Linked DNA regions of Gossypium hirsutum: region 1 is linked to region 2. A link is a contact called in public Hi-C data. All regions are on one chromosome and are shown on one strand. The core of a region is the stretch at or near the end of the contact, and the rest is flanking DNA. Distances in the headings are between cores, read along the strand shown. Region 1 holds the start of LOC107961713 (probable WRKY transcription factor 17). Region 2 holds the start of LOC107901642 (serine/arginine-rich splicing factor RSZ22).

Evidence for each region. Hi-C and Micro-C count contacts between places; a contact is called where the count stands out from the background.
Region 1: a contact with region 2 is called in a Hi-C map of leaf, with 3 times the contacts expected there. The contact joins the promoter of LOC107961713 here to the promoter of LOC107901642 in region 2. A contact is called at or near these places in 16 of 34 Hi-C or Micro-C datasets (anther, callus, fibers and 4 more).

The regions. Positions count from the first base shown.
Region 1 is chrD06:26,383,423-26,387,872 of Gossypium_hirsutum_v2.1, reverse strand. LOC107961713 (probable WRKY transcription factor 17) reads right to left here and starts at 1,763. Exons shown (of 3, transcript NM_001327715.1): 1 at 1,031-1,763; 2 at 404-529; 3 at 51-315. The coding sequence starts at 1,755. The coding sequence ends at 141. It overlaps LOC107963026 (ATP synthase subunit gamma, mitochondrial), which reads right to left. Exons shown (of 6, transcript XM_016899626.2): 5 at 3,845-3,966; 6 at 3,402-3,675. The coding sequence ends at 3,606.
Region 2 is chrD06:26,012,017-26,016,473 of Gossypium_hirsutum_v2.1, reverse strand. LOC107901642 (serine/arginine-rich splicing factor RSZ22) reads left to right here and starts at 2,659. Exons shown (of 6, transcript XM_016827713.2): 1 at 2,659-2,816; 2 at 2,968-3,078; 3 at 3,232-3,320; 4 at 3,889-4,117; 5 at 4,203-4,316. The coding sequence starts at 2,990.

The DNA of each region.
Region 1 (4,450 bases), core at 514-3,013, 370 kb before region 2:
ACTTTTTAATTTGGCATTACAATTAGTACAATACCTATTTACATCCAATTGCCCCAACCTACTCCAAAATATTACAAAACACCACTAAACTCTTTTTTTATGTATAAATTAACTTAGATTAATATTTGCTTATTATCACGTTGACTCGAAGTCCAGTCCATTCCCACGGCAGGAGCCATATTCTCGTGCATTGCGGGTTGAGTGTGTCGGTGCTCCCCTTCGTACGTTACAATCAACATTGACGGATCATCGGGGGCTCGCTCCACGTGTTTCCTCGCGGGGCACCCTCTAACGCTACTGCACTTATAATATCCTCTGAGAAAATAAGTCAAAACACAAATTATCAACCGTTTGATCTAATGATATGAAGTTGCACATTGAAAAAGGAAGAACAGCAGGATACCGCGGGAATGGGGAGCCTTTGATTGGCTTTTGCCCGTATTTCCTCCATGAATACTCGTCTGGTGGAATATCGGCGATCTTCGAACTTATGGCAGGAACCCTTATTACTTTCTTCACCCTATTTTTCCTGAAAATTATTCAAGTAACCAATACACAAACCGTAAGCAATAATTTGACCTAAAATAATAAATAAAGTGGAGTAGGATTCCCTATCATGCACCGCCAGTTCTATGGTCCCATATATTTAACCAAAAAGAAAAGTCAAACTTGAAAAGCATCTCATAAGACAAAATAGTTGTAACACCGAGGTTCAGAAATTTGATTGCCACTCCCAATTAAATTTACAGCTTTTCTGGTTACCGCGCGCGCTCTATCATTTAATATGCCTAAACTGTTCAACAACCCCCCAGGCTTTGACCAATAATTCGCCCCACGATCTACATGATATTGATTCCAGCTAAACTCGGCCGGTTTCAAAGCAACTCGACTCGAGTTATCTCATTAAGTTACTTTAAATTATTCGACTTTGAATTTTGTTTACGGTATCCCATAAAAGTCAAAAACCTAAACTGACGGTTAAAATATGCCATGAATTGGAGGATAAAACTAGGAAAACAATATTATATACCTTCGCTTTGAGCAATGGCACTTGCTGTTGCCGGAGCCAGATATCTTGCCGGAAACGTTATCGGAGTGGTCATGTTCATGGCATCTCTTCTTGAACGGTGTCGACGATAGCGGCGGCTTTCCCGTCGAAACGGCCAGCGCCGGCGCCAAGAATAGAGATGATCCCTGCTTCCCGTTCGAGACGCTGCCGTCTCCGGTGATGGCAGAAGACATAAACGAAGAGTTAGAGGAAACGCTAAAGCTTTCTTTTGTGAACTCCAACTCGGTACTTTTACCGTTGGAGCCAAACAAATTAGGTTTTGTGAAGTCCAGAGTCAAACTCTGCGGCTGCGATTGAACGAAGCTAGAAGGACTGATAACCGAAGTACCGACCACCGCCGTATTTATGGTCGCCGGCGTTGAGATCGCAGCAGAAGTTAGAGTTAGATTGTTTTGAGAATTCGGAACAGACAGAGAAGCAGAGGATGATGTCGAGGGGGAAGACGAGGAAGAAAGGGGTTGAATCGGCCCGCGTCTGAACCGGGCGTGACCGGTTCTGTTGAGAAGTGAGATGACCTTTTTGAATTTAGAGACGGTGAGATCGGCGAGGTCGGTGCAGTCGACGTTGTTGGACTGGTGAGAAAGGAGACGGATCAGGTGCTCCATGCCCTTCAAGCCTAGCGATGCAGCCTCTTGTACCGCCATCTGATCATCCATCTTCGGAAAACTCATCAGATCCACCGCCATTTTGAGGTCAAAGAAACAGAAACGAAGCTTTGCAGGGAAGGTAACTTGAGAGGTCAGCAAGTTATTGAAGCCTGAGAAAAAGGAAGGGAAGAAGATGGAAGGCAAAGAGTTAGAGCTGAGGGAGCAACAAGGGTTGATTATAAAGGTTGAACGATGACCGGGTGACCGGGTAATAGAAATGATGGGAATCCATAGTGGAGTTTTAGTCCAACGGCTAAGATTGATTTTAAGAATTTCTTGGAGAAAGCTTTGATAATTGTTGGGTCTAAATTGTATTCTCAGTCCCTGTACTGATTACACATTTTAAATTTAATCTCTAGTTTTATTTTCTAATTTAATAATTGACGTGCAATCTAAAAACTTTAATTAAACTGGCTTATATAGCATTTTTGTAAAATAAAGTTGATTCTATGGCCAATATAAAGCCACCCAAAATCTATGGTTCGTTATATATATTTAAAACCGTGTTAAAGAAATATAATTTTAAATTTAATATGTAATCCAATTTAAAGATAAATTTTTTATAATGATTATCAATTCAACTTGAATTATTAATTTGGAGTAGATTTTTTAGATTAAAAGGAAAGAGAAGAGAGAGCAAGACCAAAATTAAACCAAATTGCTTTTGTATCGTGTTGTTGTTGTTTTTCTTGGAAGTTTTGGACCCAAGGTGATGTAAGATTTGGTTTTGGTCCAAAGGAGAAAATGAGGGGTTTGAAATAACTCAACAACGTTGACAATGAACATATAAAGTAGAAGCTCTCGCTATTACTAATCAAATTTAGGTTTCTTTTATATTCGTTTTATTTCGAAGTTGGTACATGAGTTTTTCCTCCTTAGGCATGGAGAAGAGGAGTCGTTATGTATCATACTTCATTTTAATTTTCCTTTCTTGACATGCAAATATTTATAGGCATGGGTTAAGGTTTGATCGAACTCTTAGGTGATGGGTGAAGTCAATTTTAGTTTTTATATTATCCTTTCGCCTTGAAACTCAAAAGGAATGGCAAAATTTAAATCAATTTTCATATTAGACAAAACAAAACTTGAATGGATGATATCTAGAAACACTAGTGTTAGTTCTTTTTTTTTTAATTCATATTGAAAAAGTCTTAAGCCAATCAAATCTGTTGATAAAAAGTTGAAATATGTTAGATTTAAACAAATATTACATGAACAAGAATTTCAAAGACAGGCTCAAAGCTGACTAAAAGTCGGGAATCACGTGTAGTCCTTCCCTTTTTATTAATATAAAACAGTTGACCAACTTTTTTTATTTTTAGTTTTTCTACAAAACCGGATGGTGCCGGTAATTCTTTTCTTAACCCTTCCATTTTTTCTTTTTACACTAATTCATGCTGTATATGTTATTTTACAGTAACAAGAACACATAAATAAATCAAGAAAAAAAATTATGTATAATAAATTTGTTTGTTATCGTGTCATGACATGCTTCTATTGAACTTCAGATTTCAGGAAGTTAGATTACCCCAAGGTGATTTCTATTACTGGTCTATACTTCGACAAACACTCTACTTACCATTGCATACTGTAGTAATGCAAATTACTTTTTTATTCCAAATATTATGAACACAATTAATCAGTAGAGTTTATTTCCTCAATTATCAATATTTTAATGTAATAAATATAAAATTTCCTGAAATATTATTAAGAAAATATATAGCATTAGCAGCACAAATTCTGAGATTTATTCCTTCAGTACCATCCTGTAATTTGGATGGACTGGGATTTTCTGATGAAAATGGATTAACCTATAGAGAAACAAACAGTGCACTGACATTTTATGTCATTACCGTCTGGAAAAATCTAGCAGTGAAAAATATTTGAAATTAACCTTCCAGTGCTGATGCTCCAGATATAATCTCAATCAACTCCGTGGTGATTGAAGCTTGATGGGTTCTGAAACACAAATATGACCAAAAAAACAATATACTTCAGCTATGAAAAAGGAATAAAAGGTAAAACAAATGTGGTTCCATGCAACATAAGTGACAACAGAATACTAATGAAGTGTATAAACCAATTCATATGAAAGTTAATGTATATGAAAACAAGGGAGGCACAAGACCTATTATATGTAAGAGTCAGGCGATCAAGCATGTCGCCGACATTTCTGCTTGAGCTATCCATAGCAGACATCCTTGCTCCTTGCTCACTACAAGCATTCTCCAAAACCGCATTGAACATGACCTGGGGGAAATACAAGAATGCTTAGATGGCAAATTACAGAGACTATAGCACATTTATTTATTTAATCTCACAAATAATTTTATTTAACTGACGGATTTGAAAGGTAATTTTTTTATTTGAATATTGTCTTTAAAGAAACTATTTCTCACAAATAATTTGAAAAAAACCCTAATTTAATATCAAAAGTAAAAAAAAAAATAATTACGAATAGAAAAAATGCCTTGGTGCCCGAAGACCTAAAGGCAGTAGAACAATAAACATGGGTTAACAAACATGTCTGTCTTCTTACCCAAACAAACAAAAGGGCAAACAAAGCGGGGGGATCATATCTGTAATTCATGAACTAGAAAGTGAAAGTCTTAAGTTCGGGTTCGGTTGGCCGAGGGCTTCAAAGGCTAATAACATCATCATCATCATCATCATCGTCGTCATCATCATCATCATCATCATCATCATCATATAGGTGTGTGTTGGTATTGACGAC
Region 2 (4,457 bases), core at 1,410-3,909:
TAAGTACATGGCGAATAATGAGGCTTATAAAGAAGCTATTTGGTTAAAGGGACTCTTTAGTGAACTCAATGAAGACCTTCAAATCAATACAGTATTTTGTGACAGTCAGAGTGCCATCTTCCTTACAAAAGATCAAATGTTTCATGAGAGAACAAAACACATTGATGTTCGGTATCATTTTGTTCGTGATATTATTGCTTGTGGTGATATTGTTGTGAGCAAAATTAATACTCATGAAAATCCTGCAGATATGATGACTAAGTCACTTCCTATAACCAAGTTTGAGCATTGCTTAGACTTGGTTGGTGTTCATTGTTGAAGTTAAACCCTTAAGGGGTTTTATGGAAAAGGTAGAGAACTTGTTCGTTGAGAGTTCGCGATGAAGAACTTGCTCATTAAGAATTAGTGTCAAGGTGGAGATTGTTAGAATTAAGTGACTCAAATCCTTATTTAAATCAAATACAGTGGTAAAATAAAATAAAAGTAAAATCCCTATAGAATTATACTTCTTTTATTTTATTTTTAGAATAAGGTTTTTTAAACCTTATTAAACTCCATCTATTTGAAATTGATTAGAATAAGGTGTTTCAATCTTATTAGAATATGGTTTTACAAGCCTATAAATAGACATACTCTACTCCTCTTATAATTATTCGAATTCGACATAGTGAATTTTCTTCTCCTCTGCCTGTGATTTTTTTTCCCAAAAGGGTTTCCACGTAAAATCTGTGTGTTCTTTATTTTTTTTTGTGATATATTGTCATTACCGACATTCTATTTTTACATATAAATTTTTGGTATCGTTAAAATTTAATAAGTATCGATATAATTTTCAAGGTATAGATACTTATTGTTTGTGTTCAATTTTTTATTCAAAACAAAAAGCAGATTTGGTATCGATAAAAAGATGAAAGATCGATATAATTTTACAAGTATCGATATATTTTAGAAAACATCGATACTTCTTGTAAGGAATAGTTTTTCAATTGATTAGAAATGGTTTTGATTAAGTTCAAGAGTTTAAATTTATTTTTAAAATTTTGTCAAAAATATTTTTAAGTGTTTAAAGCATTTTCTAAAATGTTTAGAAGTTTTGAAATATTATTTATGCTTTGAATTCTTTATTAAAAAATTTTTTATATTTTAAAGATATATTTATTATATCAAAATAATTTATGAAATAAAGTTAGTTCAACAAAATTATTTTATATATTTCTAACCAAACTATCCTTTCAAAATATTTAATTTTGAAATATCTTTATAAATTTTCCTATTGAAATTTAAATTTAATTTTTTAAATTACTCCTTGAATACTTTTTTATTTTTCACATAAATTCAAACATAGTGATTTTAAAAAAAAAAATAATCGTTCCATCTATTTATAAAGATTGACAACCTATAAGGAACACATAAAACCCAATAAAAATAAATAAAATTTACCAAAAATGTCACTTTTAAAAAAATATAGTTGAAAATAAAAATCAAATTTTAGTAATTTGATAAATTTAATTATCTTAAATTTGAAATTTAAACGGAAGGACAAACATATTAAGATAATTAATATAAGTAAATATTTTGTAATTTATTATATTTATTTATTATTTTATCCATTTAACTATTTTTAAATGTTTGATAATATATAATCAAGATGTAAAAAATGTAAAAAAAACATTGTTAAAAATCATTTAAAAATTATAATATTTGGTTTTCTAAATGTTAAAATTTGATAATTTATTTTAAAATTAATAAAACGGTAATAATTAATTGATAGATCAGTATAAATTAAAAACCATGAAAAATAATATAAAAAAGTGAAAAATAAATATAAAATTTATATTATTATTATTAAAATATTTAATATTTTAAACGAAATATAAAAAATTAACAAAATTATCTATTTAAATTTATCAATTACTTTAAAATTTTTAATACTATTTAATTTCTAAATATAAAATTTAGTATGATAATAAGATATTATATAAAAATTAGTCATTAAAATAATATTATACATATTATATAATTTTAAAATTTTACAAAGATATTGATTTTTATTTATTGATTTTAAAATTTAATTATTTATACATTTTTAATTACGCTTAAATAGTGTAAATTTTTAAAATTATAAATACGGAATTGGAGTTTTACTTTACAACAAATAAATTTTATTAATATAAATATATATTTAATGATTTCATATAATTTATTTTTTTACAACACATAGAGAAAAAAAGCTTCTCTATGACATATAATTTAATAATATTCATAATATCTTTTTGTTATATTAAAATTTATTAATATTAAATTATAAGATAATATTTTTTAATTTTATTTAAAATATTTTAATTAACTAAAAAATATATATTAAATAAATAAACTAACCCATGCATCACTGGGTAACAATATATATATATATTTTATAGTTAGGACCTAATTCGATGGGTTAAAGCATAGGGTTGATGGATTAAATCGATTTTCCAACATTTAACAGAATCAACCGACTGCTATCCATCGAGCATAAGGGGTTGGGTCAAATAGTTGAGCAAATTGGGCATTCTATTTCTTGGTGGCCTTTATGGCTCAATAAGAATACTACAGGGGCAAAATCGTTATTTTCGTTTTGAACTGAATCTGAAATAAAGACTGTCAAGCAAGGGTAATCTTGGAAACTTCGTATGCGCTCTAAACTCTATTAAGAGTTTTTCTTTTTTAATTTCGACGTTCATAACTCTTTTTTCTTTTTCTAAAAAATCAAAATCCCTAATTTCCCCCGCTGCTACTGCTAGGGTTTCTTTCTCTTCTCTCTCGCAACTCACCAGGTTTAACTTTTAGATCTCTCTTTTACGTTCAATTTTGGCAGTTTGTTTTTACATCTATCTTGATTTATTTCGTTGTTAGGTTTTACAATTGTTTTTTGGGGATTTTGGTATTGAAGTGAGACTTGAAATAACGTGAAATTTGTTTTGATAGGTTTCTTTGGAGAAAAAAAGAAATGTCTCGAGTTTACGTGGGTAACCTTGACCCACGAGTTTCGGAGCGAGATCTTGAAGACGAGTTTCGTGTCTTTGGAGTTATTCGAAGGTAGAATAATATTGTTGTACCTCTCTTTTCTTTTTGTCTTCTTTTTTACTGCTACATTGTGAGCAACAATTGTTTGTAATATGCACCTTTCCAGCACGTTTTTCTGTCATAATTTTATCCAATTTCGTCTTTCTGATTTGATATATATTGCAGTGTGTGGGTTGCTAGAAGGCCACCAGGTTACGCTTTCATTGACTTTGATGATCACAGAGACGCCGAGGATGCAATTCGTGAATTAGATGGTATTCCAACCAGATTTCCTCATTTCTGATTATGACACTAATTGCATCCTAAATTTTCTGTCTTGTTAGTTGTGGGTTTTTATTTTTTATTTTTTTGTATTGGAAACAAATTATGCCAACCTAGTTTTTATTTTTCTAAGTATTCCTCCTTGGTTAGGAGCTAATGCATTGTTATTGATCTGCTCCTTTATGAATAAGAAAGATTAGTGATGAAATTCATAATTTGATAGTCTCATAATTCTTTAGATTTGGATTTTTTTAATGAAGAATGTGCCTTTAACAGCGTTTAACCTTCATGTCTATTTGTGGAGGAAGTTTGTGTGAGCTGTTAGACCAGAATTAAGCTGCCCATGTGGCTGTGTTATGTTTGACATTTCTCCAATTTAGTTTTATATATTAATTCAAAATTCTGTAAAACTTGTTGGTGGGACATGGTTTTATCTCATTCATCCATCCAGTTGCTAGTTTCTGATTTTTGTTTTCTTAATAGCATCTTTTAACAAGCATACAGTTATCATTTGAGATTCACAGACTATACTAGCTTTATAAGTCTCATATTTGGATTTAGGCAAGAATGGCTGGAGAGTTGAGCTTTCTCATAATTCTAGAGGCAGAGGAGGACGTGGAGGCGGAGGCGGAGGTGGAGGTGGTCGGGGACGGTCGGGTGGTTCTGATTTGAAGTGCTACGAGTGTGGTGAGGCTGGTCATTTTGCTCGAGAATGTCGTACACGTGGTGGTTCCGGAAGACGTCGCAGCCGCAGCCCTAGATATCGTAGGAGCCCAAGCTATGGGCGCAGGTAAGGCCTCCTAAGCAAAACATTGCCTTCTATTCATGATTGATTGAAGTTTTACAATCGAATGACACTTTTTAATTCCAAACAGAAGTTACAGTCCTCGTGGACGATCCCCTAGGCGTCGCAGTCCCTCTCCTCGTGGTCGTAGCTACAGCAGGTCTCCACCATACCGTGGTCGTGAGGAATTGCCATATGCTAATGGGTGAACTTCCTTGAACTTTATGCTAGTAGCTGGAAAGGCTTTTTTTAATGTTGTCTTTTTCATCAATAATGAGCAAGTGCATCAAACTAGTTAAATTTTGGTTACCCATCTGATTTGATCACGCTCACAGCTTTGTTCATC